Regions from separate parts of the Zea mays genome. Here region 1 is linked to region 2. The links are chromatin contacts, called in public Hi-C maps. All regions are on one chromosome and are shown on one strand. Each heading gives the region's core, a stretch centred on a gene start, on an enhancer-like site or on the middle of the called end of the contact. The rest is flanking DNA. Distances are from core to core; before and after follow the strand shown. Region 1 holds the start of LOC100193019 (protein-L-isoaspartate O-methyltransferase). Region 2 holds the start of LOC100274654.

Region 1 (5,716 bases), core at 2,814-5,313, 140 kb after region 2:
GTCTAAAATTCTTTACTACGGGAAGCCAAACATATGACCTAAGAGCATCTTCAAGAGACTAGCTAAATGACTCGCAAAGCTAAATTTTAGTTATTCAATAGTAAATTAAATCTCCAACAGACTAGCTATCTGACTCGCAAGCCATCTGACTCTGTAAATTGGCTCTCTCACCCGCTAAATTTGGCTAGCCACCTGACTAGCCAAACTAAATAGATAGTCTATTCGACTGAGATGCTATATATAGGGTGTAATCTTTATGAAAACGTAAATAGATAGTCAAATAGAGAAAAAAAATGAAGAGTCTCTTGGATATGCTCTAAATGATACTTAAACTAGCTAACTAACTTGGCTAGAGATCCTTTCAGACGAAAATATGCAGAGAGCAGGGACGTTTATTCGGGATGTGAACCATTTGGCCAGAAAATAGATGGATTTACCGATAAATGCTTTTTGGGTGTTTCAAGGGTTCGCTTTAGAGTTGCTCAATATACTCTGACGAGGCCACTATGAATTCATCGAAACGAAGTCCATAACGAAAGCCTGCGACTCCCTGAACGGCCCACAGAGGCCCAGTTGCGTAGGCACTTTCCACTGTGAGTTGTGACGCCGCCGTCCCTGGCTCCTTGCTGCGTGCTGCCCTTGTGCAGTTGTGCTCCTTCCTTCCTTGCCCCGTACCCCGCCGGCGCGCCCTGAGCCAAATCGCAGGCTGCCATTGTGCCATGGACGAAGGTGCGACGACGAGCGACTCGTCCGCTGCCGAGACATTTGATCCGGTGCCTTTCACGCCCGAACCACAACCGACCCTCCCTCCCTCCGATTTTTTTTTTCTTTCGGATGAAACTCCTGTTATGCGTTAAGCTGTGTGATTCACGCTGATGACACGCTTCTGGGATTTTAGCAGGACCTGATTCACGCCATCTTCAAGCTGGTGTGGAGGCGGCGGGCGGGGAAGGGGGCCGGCGGCGGCGGCAGCATTGAGGACATCGATGCGGAGGTGATTCTTTGGTCCCCCGTAACCTAGATGTTTACCGTCCCTTTCCCCTTATACTGACCTGAGTCCTTTATAATTTCTAACGATCGTCCAGCGTGCTCCAGAGACATCGAGGAGAAATCGGAGCACAACTGGTAAGCGAGTCTTTTTTCCTTCTTTATTACTAGAGCTGGCGGCATGAAAAGGTTTCCAGGAAGTGCATGTGTTGGTGCAGTCATATCAAATGTCTCATGGGGCCACCCATTTGAACATCGGCTGCAAGAAGGCTGTGTCAGCCACGCTAGGGCATCAGATAAAGATTTAATTCGCTTTGTTGTCAAGTTTTAGCTTGGTTTGATTGTTAGGATTGGAACTGGGTTTGTTAGACATGCACATCGTTGTTAGCTTGGATGGATTGTAAGAATGACTGAACTGGGAAATCAAGCATGGAAAGAACCTCCTTCCCCATGTTGCATCTAATGCAGCTCAAAGGCTCGTGTTGTTTCTCCAGTCTCCACCACAACGCACAACATAATGAGTAGTGCTATTTTTTTAAAAGAATTTCTGTTCTTTTGTCTAGATTGGAACTAGATGGCGTAAGGTTCCCATATACTATGTTAAAACTGGCTTTTAACTTTGGTATTTGTCCTTTTTATGTCTCAGCGACTTAATTCTGCTGTGACTTGGGGTAAGAGTATCAGTAAGACAAAACTTGGTGAATAAAAGATTTCTTTAGGTCTAGTTTGAGAACTCCATTTTTCCAAATGATTCCTATTTTCTCAAGGGAAAATAAACTAATTTCCCTTGGGAAAATGGAAATCCTTTGGGAAAATAGGATTTCCAAACTAGCCCTTAACGAAATTGCGGGACTGGTTTTCTTTCTTTTTTTATTAAGAGATGAAGAATTGACACTAGAAAGAGTTCCAAAGATTTTTTTTTTGAGAAGTCAACGGGAGGGAAGATACTCTTCACCTGAATAATTTTCTACTGATACCGGGAAAGTCAGAAATTGAGGGTGCCAGGCGTCAGTTACACGGTTGGGTCACGAACCCCAGAGGTGCAAAGTAAAAGGCGAGGAAGATGTATTTAACCCAATTAGTCAATTATAATCACGTTTTGGTTTCTAGCGGACAATATACAGTTCAAAGTAACTTGACTGAGTTCTCGTTCTTGTTCATGATATGCTGACACAGTATGTTCACCTGACAGCCAATGCGACTGCTCTTAAAGTCAGCTGCGAACTTCTACGGATATTTGTAACAGGTAAAACTGCATCACTGCAAGCTAATCATGTCGGGAAGCGATCGCATTATGTAGTTTAACTGGTTTTTTCTGTTGCAGAGGCTATTCAACGCTCTGCTTTTATCGCTGAAGCGGAGGATGGTGCTGTTATTGAACCCACCCACCTAGAGCGTGTGTTGCCGCAGCTGCTCTTGGACTTCTGAGGTACCCCATGGAGCCTCCAAAAGCATTTATCTAGGCGTGTCTGCTATGGAAGGATACAGATGCCTGGATGCATCAACAGAATCTTATTGCTGATCTATGTCTTGTAATCTGTAAACACACGAGATTTCTATATGGCTTTATAAAAATGCATGCATTTCTTGGAATGTTTTCCTGTTCGTGTTGTGTTTGACGAGATTATTGCCATTATAAAACACGACAGAGTTGGTTTCGATGAAATGGAGATGTAGGGAAGGGCTTCGACGGTTTGGAGGCGCAGACGACTGCGAAGCGCTGATATAGACATGAAAATCCCATTAGTTGTTACGGACACTAATTGATCTCCCGCTGTGAGAATAAGTCTCCTTAACCAGGTTGCCGTCTTCAGCGCCGTCATCCCCAGGCTGCGGTGCCGGACTCGGACGACGCGGTGCTGCTCGACGTCCTCAATCGCATCGGGGACGTCAAGGCGCTCGGCCGCTGCGCCCTCGTCTCGCGCCGCTTCCACGCACTCGTGCCGCTCGTCTGCTCCGTCTTCGTCCGCGTCGACGAGCCCACCTCCGGCCTCGACAACGCCTCCGCGCTCCACATCGTCGGCGCGCTCCGCGCCATGGCCGAGGCGCGCGGACGCACAGTGCTGCTCAGCATCCACCAGCCGGGAGCGTGCATCGTCAAGATGTTCGACTCCGTCCTCCTCCTAGCCGTCGGCTCCGTCCTCCACCATGGCATCGTCGACCAGCTCCGCGCCCTGCTCGGGGACGCGGGCCTCCACCTGCCCCCGCACGTCGACGACGTCGAGTTCGCCATCGACTCCGTGGACGCGCTCCGCCGCCACGCACGTCGTCCTCCGGAGACCGAGAGGGCTGCAGCGTCTGTTCCAGCTGCACGGCAAGCAGGTGGCGGACGCCCCCGTGACCATGATGGCTAGCCGCTACGCCAACTCGAGGGCGCGGGAGGTGGCGGTGTGGCTGCGCTTCTTCAAGAACGTGGCGCGGACGCGACAGCTCTTCGCGTGCCGCACCGTGTGCATGCTGGTGGCGGGCCTTGCGCTGGGCTCCATCTTCTACGACCTCGGGGCAGGACAAGGTGGCGGAGCGCGTGGGTTTCTCCGCCTTCCTGCTCACCTTCCTCCTGTCATCCACCACGGAGGCGCTGCCCATCTTCCTGCAGGAGCGCGACATCTTGGCCAGGGAGGCGGCGTCGGGGGCGTCGAGTCCGGCACCGCGGCCTGGGGATGACGGCGCTGAAGACGGCACTGGCTCAGGAGACTTATTCTCACGCGGGAGATTAATTAGTGTCCGTAACAACTAATGGGGTTTTTATGTCCATATCAGTGTTTCGCCGTCGTCTGCGTCAAACTGTCGAAGTCCTTACCTATACCTCTATTTCGTTGACACAACGAAACGCAGCCCAGAAGTCATCACCGCGCTGGAGCTCCGGGTGCTAACAATCTGGGCCTGCAGTATTTAAAAACTCGCCGGCGCTGGCAGAGTGGCAGGCTTTGCAACTACAAGGGCCGTGGCCGGTGTCCCGTGGCGGTAGAACGCGTGCGTCGGCAGGAGCCCCCCCACCTGTCGAGACGAGGCTTCTCCAAACCGCCACCGCAGCCGACCCCTGCTGCCCCGGCTTTGTTATAACGGATTTTTTTCCCGACACGGCTGGTCGGCTGCCATCGCCATGTGCCTCGCCGCCGCGTGCGCGTCCGCCACCCTAGCCCGCCGCCTCTCGCCCTCCACCGCGCTCCCGCGCCGCTTCCTCCTCGGCGCCCCCACGAGGCCTTCCCCGCCACCGCCTCTGCTGCGGCGCTGCCTCCCGTTCCACTTCTACCATATGGCGGTACGCACGCTACCAACGCTCTGTTCCTTCCCCTCCGGACCTCCGTTTCGTTTCTGTGCTCCCTTGGTCGTGGGTAACCGGATTATCTCGCACGGGCACCTGTTAACTTGTTAGTTGATACAGACATACAGTAAATTGAAGGGCTACACGGGTTAGGTAAAACCGATTTTAAGTGGAATTGAGTGGCAGGCTGGGTTTGGAGGAACAAATTTGGAAATTGGCTTCCTTTAGATAAGGGCTTGCTTTTGGTTATTACATGGCTTTGCTACTCTTAAGATTTGGTTTTGAATAAGTCCTATAAAAAAAGTACTCTCTCCGTTCATGAATAGACCAATTCTAGAGTTGTTCAAACTTTTTTCCAGCGTAACTGAATTTATAGAAAAGGGCGCTGAAATTTATGACACCTAATTAGTATCATTAGATTAGATACATCATAAACTATATTTTCATAATGTGATCGTTTGGTGCTACAAATTTTTGTATCTTTTTTTAATAAATTTAGTCAAACATAAAAACCTTAACTTAAGGTAACTCTAGGAATTAATTTATTCAGGACGGAGCGAGTATATAAAAAGTTCCCTTTGTTTGTGGGCAGCTGAAGATAGTCAGCTTCTGCCAGGTGTAGCAGAGGTTATGTATCTGAAGCTCACCTCTTGTCGCAACTTTCTGGTGCATAGGTATCCACAAATAATTTCTTAGGATAATCCACAGAGAATTTTGCGGCTTGCAAATAACTAGCTGCTCCATGATTGATAATTCTGATTACGGCAATATACTGGACAAGTTGAGGGGATTCATGGTCCTGGAGTTGAACTAGCTGTGTAAATACTGTTATAAGAACAGGAAGTGAATTCAAATTATCACTGTGATGGCATGTTTATTGCTGCAATTCCATCCTGTAGCCATACGTATAAAGTGGAGTCTCACTGATTCTTGATCAACTTTCAGCAATATTGGACTCAACCATCACTGGACAGGAACAAAGCTATGGTTGAGTACCTAAAGCAGTATGGTGCTGTTAGAACTGATAAAGTGAAGGAAGTAATGGAAACGATTGATAGAGCACTATTTGTACCAGAGGGTACCCCTTACATTGACAGTCCTATGCCTATTGGTTTCAACGCGACGATATCTGCTCCTCACATGCATGCGACCTGCTTAGAGCTATTGAAGGATCATTTGCAACCAGGAATGCATGCTCTGGATGTCGGATCAGGTCTGTTGCTGATACTTCAGCCATTTGCAAGTGCCCATCAGCAATTACAAGCTGAACAAACAGCTTGCTCAAATTTTTTTCTGTCTAACTGATGCCACAAATGCATTCATGTCACGTTATAGGTAGTGGCTACCTGACAGCTTGTTTTGCCATGATGGTTGGACCAGAAGGCCGTGCAGTGGGAATTGAACACGTTCCCGAGATCGTTGCTTCTTCTGTTGAAAATGTGCAGAGAAGTGCTGCAGCTCCAC
Region 2 (5,964 bases), core at 1,001-3,500:
GCGTTAAATTACACGCCAGGAACTACTTTTTGGAAGAAAAATAACTACTTTTTGGAAGAAAATAACTAGTTTTAGGGGAAAAAAATAACAGAGTAGAAGAACAACTTCGAAGGTTCTTAGAGTAAGTTGACAATTTTGAAATTTGAAGTTCGAACCATCTTTTGAAAAATCTTTGTTCTAGACCAGCTTGATTCGCAAGAGATAAGGAATGTATAGTTGCAAGAGATAAGGAATGTATAGTTTAGTTGTACCCATTTTGTCCCAAACTATTAAGTTATTCTAATTTTTTAAAGAGTTAAAGCATCTCAAGTTTAGTTAAATTTATATAATAAAAAATAATGTTTATGATACTAAATAAGTGTCATTCGATTCTTTAATAATTATATTTTCATAATATATCCATTTGATGTCATAAATCATAGTAATTCACTCTATAGTTTTGGTCAAATTTAAGATGTTTTGGCTCTCAAAAAAATTATTTTATAATTTAGAACAAAGAGAATGCTATGCTTTTTGAACATTTAATAGGTTCACTAGAATAAATTCCAATAGAAAAAATCATAAACTGTCGGAATAGTTGAGTTTGAGCTTGAAAGAAAAGGTTCCTCGAAACTCCTTCCTAAGAAAGTACAATGGTTGATCATTAACTATTTAGATTCATGCTGCTTGATAACCTACTATTCTTTTCTGGGAGGTTTAGGCCGGAGGTATCATCCTCTGAGGCTCTGACCACCTCCTCCTCCCTTTACTTACAGGTTACAACTTCCCACCTTTTCTTCCCACTCGGCGCTTGCTCCTCTTCAAGGTTCCATTGTCATTCACCAAACGATTATGGTTAGGTTTTAAGGTTTTGGTTCGACATTTAAGTTTTGAGGGGCAGGGGTTTCATCACTAGTGCGCCATTGGAACTTCTAGCTTCATCACTCGGACCATGCACGCCTCTTCTAGTTAAATAGGAGTAGCTAGCTCCGATGTCTGTTAAGAACACCTGGACAGTAGGGGTGGTAATGGATCATTTTCAGGATACTTCAGTCAGTGGCGCTAGCTACTCAAGCTAACTAGATGGTATCTGAAGCTGGAGATCCTGATACGGTAAGTGGCGACAGTATCATGTCTCTATGTGTACCCCCACAAATCTTTAGCGATACCACCAATCAACTTTCACAAAGCATCATGGCACTAAGATAGCTATATAACATATGTACACTAGTCAGTAGCTACAAAATGATAATGCCGCATTAATTCATCTGCAGGCTGATCTCGACGGGCTCCAGAAGAACATTGTACATGCTTGCTTGTGTGTTTGTTCCGACAGAAAAGAGCAGCAGCAAAGGTTTAAAGTGTGATCATCCCGACGACGAGATCACTATAGCAGGCCGGCTATCTACTTTCACAAACTATCAGGGTACTTTAAAGTGGCAGTAGGCGGGCTGCCGTTCTATATATATATATATATATATATATATATATATATATATATATATATATATATATATATATATATATATATATATATATATATATATATATATATATATATATATATATATATATATATATATATATAGCGCTCGATTTGCTGCCCTGCTTTATTTTCAGGTTTTAATTAAATCAGTCCTGAGGTCAATTTTTTGTTTTTGTTTTGGGCACAACAATGGCATGTGAGCATTACTAGTAGCTCAGAGATAGTTGAAGGACCTAGAAACAATTTAAACAAGAAGAAGCATGCTTAGTGGCACCGTATACCCTTTTTGTTGTGGCGGCACCTTTAGTGAATTCAAAAAACCACACTGTTTACTGGAGACAGTAGCTAGCTAGTACTACGTACTCCACTATTTCATATCGGCCTCGGAATTCGCGTGCGCGAGTGGTGGTGGAGGTCACATGAGCCGCCATTAAACTAGCTCATCAGCTCTCGGCCCCAAAAAGGCACGGCAGGGGCGGGCGCTTAAACAAAACGCGCGAGCTCCAGAAACCATAGATTCTTTCCATGGGATGCGTTCCCTCCCCTCCTCCGAAGGCCGAGGCCGGAGCCGGAGAGAGAGGGGAGGGGAGAGGAGAGGGGGACAGGACGGAGGTATTAAAACTCGGAACCACCCCTGCACACACTCCACTGCTGCGGTGCTAGAGCCAAATCTCCTGTTGTGTGTCGTCTTTGACCTGCGAGCCGCGTTGCCCAACTGTCTTTGACGAGAGCCTTGCCCTCTAGCTAGCTATATATGCACACGCGCGCGCGCGCTCGCAGATGCGAGGAGGAGGTAGTAGTAGGTGAGAGCAGTGAGACCGGCCGGCCGTGAGAAGGAAGACAGGTGACTGGTGGTGAAAGAGCTAGCAGCACCAGCATGGTGGTGGGGATCGTGATTAGGCTGGTCGTCGCTTTCGTGCTTTTGGTACTAGTCTTCAGTTCGTCACTGCATCGACAAGCAGGCGTTGGTGAGTCATCATCGTCTATATATATAATCCCTCAGTTTCTTTTTATTAGTCGCTGGATAGTGCAAAATTGCACTATCCAGCGACTAATAAAAAGAAACGGAGGGAGTATATGGCTGCGTTCATATAGCTACGTACTGAGTAGTCCTGAAGTTGTTTTCTGGCCCCGGCCGGCCGGCTGTGTGATTTGTGAATTGAAGGCGCTATTCGGCTGCACGACAGAAGGCAGCACGCGCAGCAGTGGGCGGAGGAGAGGAACCAGCTGAGGTCGTACATGACCATGGACTACGCCCCATGGCACCGCCGCGTGCCCAAGCACAACTGATCTGATTGATCCACTGCACTGCCAGCAGTACTGCTCTTTTCGTCGGCAGCGCTAGCAATCTGCATCTGTGCGAAGCATGGTGACACACAGGAGAAGAAGTTGATAGTAGGTTTCATTCTTTTTCGTCGTTGTTAGCTGTATGTCAGTATGTGTATCTACGTACTACGTGTCGTCCACGCAGCTAGCGTGCAGATATATGCACGCAAATTTTGCCACCCCCACTGCACCCTGACCTACTAATGATGGTATTGCTAGGATAAATATAATATATACGCAGTTATATATAGTACCTGATATCAGTACGTGTGTACTCAGTTTCTGTAATAAGGCCTAGGTGTGTTTGGTTAGGTAAAAGTTTCTGCTTCTTCTGTAATAATTAAGTGCAACGATATAGGAGGTATACGTACTAAGGGGTTGTTTGGTTTGCTATCTAAGACGCCACAATGTGTCTAACTTTTCTGCTTAACTTTAGTTCTTCAATTCGAACGACTAAGGTTAGGCAGATTATGACGTCTTAGGTAGTAAACCAAACAGACCTAGTGGAAAGTTCAGAGACTCGAAAATGCATATATGTGCACTGATGAACATGCATGCATGCTGGCCATGCATAATGGGATAAGTAAGTATACTGAAGGCCGGATCGAGCATTTGCATCACAATCTTCGCTCTGCCGGCCATTCTCATCATCTGATCTCTGTTTCAATTGGATGAAGCGAAATCGCCGGGCAAGTACCCGCGGCGCTCCTCCTCCTGTTGGCATCGGCGGCGCGCCCAGACCCCAGTCAGCAGCAGACCGAAAGGTTGCTCCCGACCGCCCTGATCGAACGGAAAGCTAGCGACGCAACGGGGGCTCCAGGCACACAACGGCGATTAGCTTTTTGACTGCTGGCCACCGCCTGTACGGTGTCGCCGCGCTTTGACCCACCTACGTCGTACTGCGTCATCGGACGGGCACTGTACCATGCCAGGGGCAGCTCGGCGTGCCCGGCACCGTGATTGGCCGGGGCGTGAAAACGGGGGGAAAAGTAGAAGGCAGATATAATGATAGGTGGCACTGAAAAAAATAAAATTACCCCCACCGAGCGAGCGGCACGAAGCGGAGATCGGGCGACCTCGCCGGGGAAGCCGCGTCCCCGCCGTGTCGACCCGTACCGAATTGTGAGCTCCAGATCGGTCGCCGGTCGGGCTCGGAGACTTGCCTCGCCCCCGTCAGTCACCGCGAGCCGGACGCTGGCGGCCTTGCCAAGGCCGGGCGGGGTGACCACCGAGGTGGCGGTGGCGCACGGGCGCGGCTTGAGATCGGCACTCTCTCACTCCCCAAGAGATGCTTCCCCCGACGCTGTTGCTGTGCCCCCCGTAGTCGTTCGTACACACACACAGGTTCACTGGTGCCGACAGCACCGAGGCGGCGTTCTGCTCCCGGCCGTTTGCCCGTTTTTTCACGCTCCGTATCCATCCTTTCACTAAACTCCGGGCCCACGAAGAACCGGCCCCCCATTTTACTTGCTCCGACCAGTTCGTTGGCCCACCATCAGTCAGTCCATTTCAACCTACTCGGGCCAAGATCTCCGGAACCCAGAAATTCCGTTCAATCACCGGGACACCTTCTATGGTATAATATCACAGAAACCGTATAAGAATTTTACAAAAAATCAGCTCATACTCACAAGAACAATGTACAGAGCCAAGATTTCCCCTCCATTTCAACGAAGGCTTAGACCCTGAGAGCTAGTTTGCGAGTCCAATAAAAGGAGAGAATTAGAGGGGCTAAAATCTCCTTCTTATTTAAAATTGCATAAGGAGCGGATTTTAGCCTCTCCAATCCTCTCCGGTTTTGTGACTCCCAAACTAGCTTTGATTGTTTTTTCTTCCAGAATTACATAAACATCTAATGACCTGCCTACAGATTATCATAATCTAAGTATGTAGATTATATAATCTACCTAATAATCTGTGTGTGTTTCTTTGGCTCTTAACTTATTTTAAGCTGGAATATATAATCTAGAGCCTAAACAAATAGGGTCTCATTAGGCAAGGAAAATTTGCCCTAAAACGTGGCGATAGTTCAATTTTCTCTCTATAATTTTTAAATGGAATTTGTTTTAGTTTTTTTTTTAAAAAAAATACTCTATATTTTTTAAAAATGGAATTCGTTCTCGTTCTCTAGGAACTTCATATGCCTACTAGAATCCTGGCTGTAGAAGGCCCCTTTGGGCTGTAGGAAATTTTCCTATTTACTGTGAAAACAAATTGATGATTCTTGTGAAATTCCTTCGTTCCAACGAAGGCCTAAGACTCTCTTCAGCAGGTCCTCTAAAGCGTCATGTACTCCAAAATTTTAGAGAAGATTCTCCTCCTTTATGCCTCCAGTAACGTTCTCTAAACTGTTCTCTAAATATAGAGAACGCTGTTGTATCCTCTATATATAGAGTTTCTCTCTCCTCTTCTCTATATATTTTAATAGGGCAGGTATAACGGGAGCCATGGGCTTCAGATATTAAAGGAAGCCCAGGTCGGTTCCCGAGGTATGGTCGATGGAACAGGCGCACCTGTGTTTTAACGTGGGGCTGAGAGGCGGCATGCAGGTCAGACGGCGCCGTGACGCGGTTGTTAGAATGGTAAGGGAATTGCGTGGAATTAAATGGAATAGATACCACATGCAAACGTGATTACTGCGATACGTGGGCGCGTAAATTATGGATCTTGCATGGTAAGTAATGTGCGGAAGGTTAACAAAAATGAAGCATAAGATGTTGAAAGATATGGCATAAAACCGAAACGGCGTAATAGATGCATAAACAGTATATACCGATTGGCGTAAAACGTTGTGTCATTGTGCGTAAATTTTATATTATGAATTTTAGTTTGACAAAGACGTCGTCATAATATCGGGACGGTTTCGGAAATAATGGGGAGACCCTGTAAACGTGGATGCGGTTACTTTTATAGTATTCGAGATTTACTTTCATTCGGAAAAAAAGACCACTAAGCCTACATAACTCATCGGAGTTGGAGATGGCCGGCTCTGGAGGGTCGCCGGCGATGGAAGGAGATGTCATTCGTCTTGATCCAGAGACAGAGGGAGGAGTTGGTGGTAACTCACTGGTGACACCACCGCCTGCTCTAATGGATCCTGAGATCGCCGAGATGAGCATAGGGGAAGAAGGAGAACAAAGGGTTCGACCTCCTATGTCCAATATTAGCTCCAG

The links. A called contact is a pair of places that touch in the nucleus more often than the background predicts.
Region 1: a contact with region 2 is called in a Hi-C map of ear, with 2.1 times the contacts expected there. The contact joins the promoter of LOC100193019 here to the promoter of LOC100274654 in region 2. A contact is called at or near these places in 4 of 25 Hi-C or Micro-C datasets (ear, leaf, leaf mesophyll and 1 more).

What each region holds. Positions count from the first base shown.
Region 1 is chr2:38,568,395-38,574,110 of Zm-B73-REFERENCE-NAM-5.0, forward strand. It overlaps LOC100193019 (protein-L-isoaspartate O-methyltransferase), which reads left to right and starts at 4,064. Exons shown (of 4, transcript NM_001138187.1): 1 at 4,064-4,249; 2 at 5,198-5,465; 3 at 5,588-5,716. The coding sequence starts at 4,091. It overlaps LOC103646301 (centromere protein X), which reads left to right and starts at 564. Exons shown (of 5, transcript NM_001328577.1): 1 at 564-773; 2 at 902-994; 3 at 1,086-1,125; 4 at 2,180-2,233; 5 at 2,312-2,580. The coding sequence starts at 720. The coding sequence ends at 2,415.
Region 2 is chr2:38,430,048-38,436,011 of Zm-B73-REFERENCE-NAM-5.0, forward strand. LOC100274654 reads left to right here and starts at 2,251. Exons shown (of 2, transcript NM_001351635.1): 1 at 2,251-2,433; 2 at 2,631-3,041. The coding sequence starts at 2,343. The coding sequence ends at 2,755.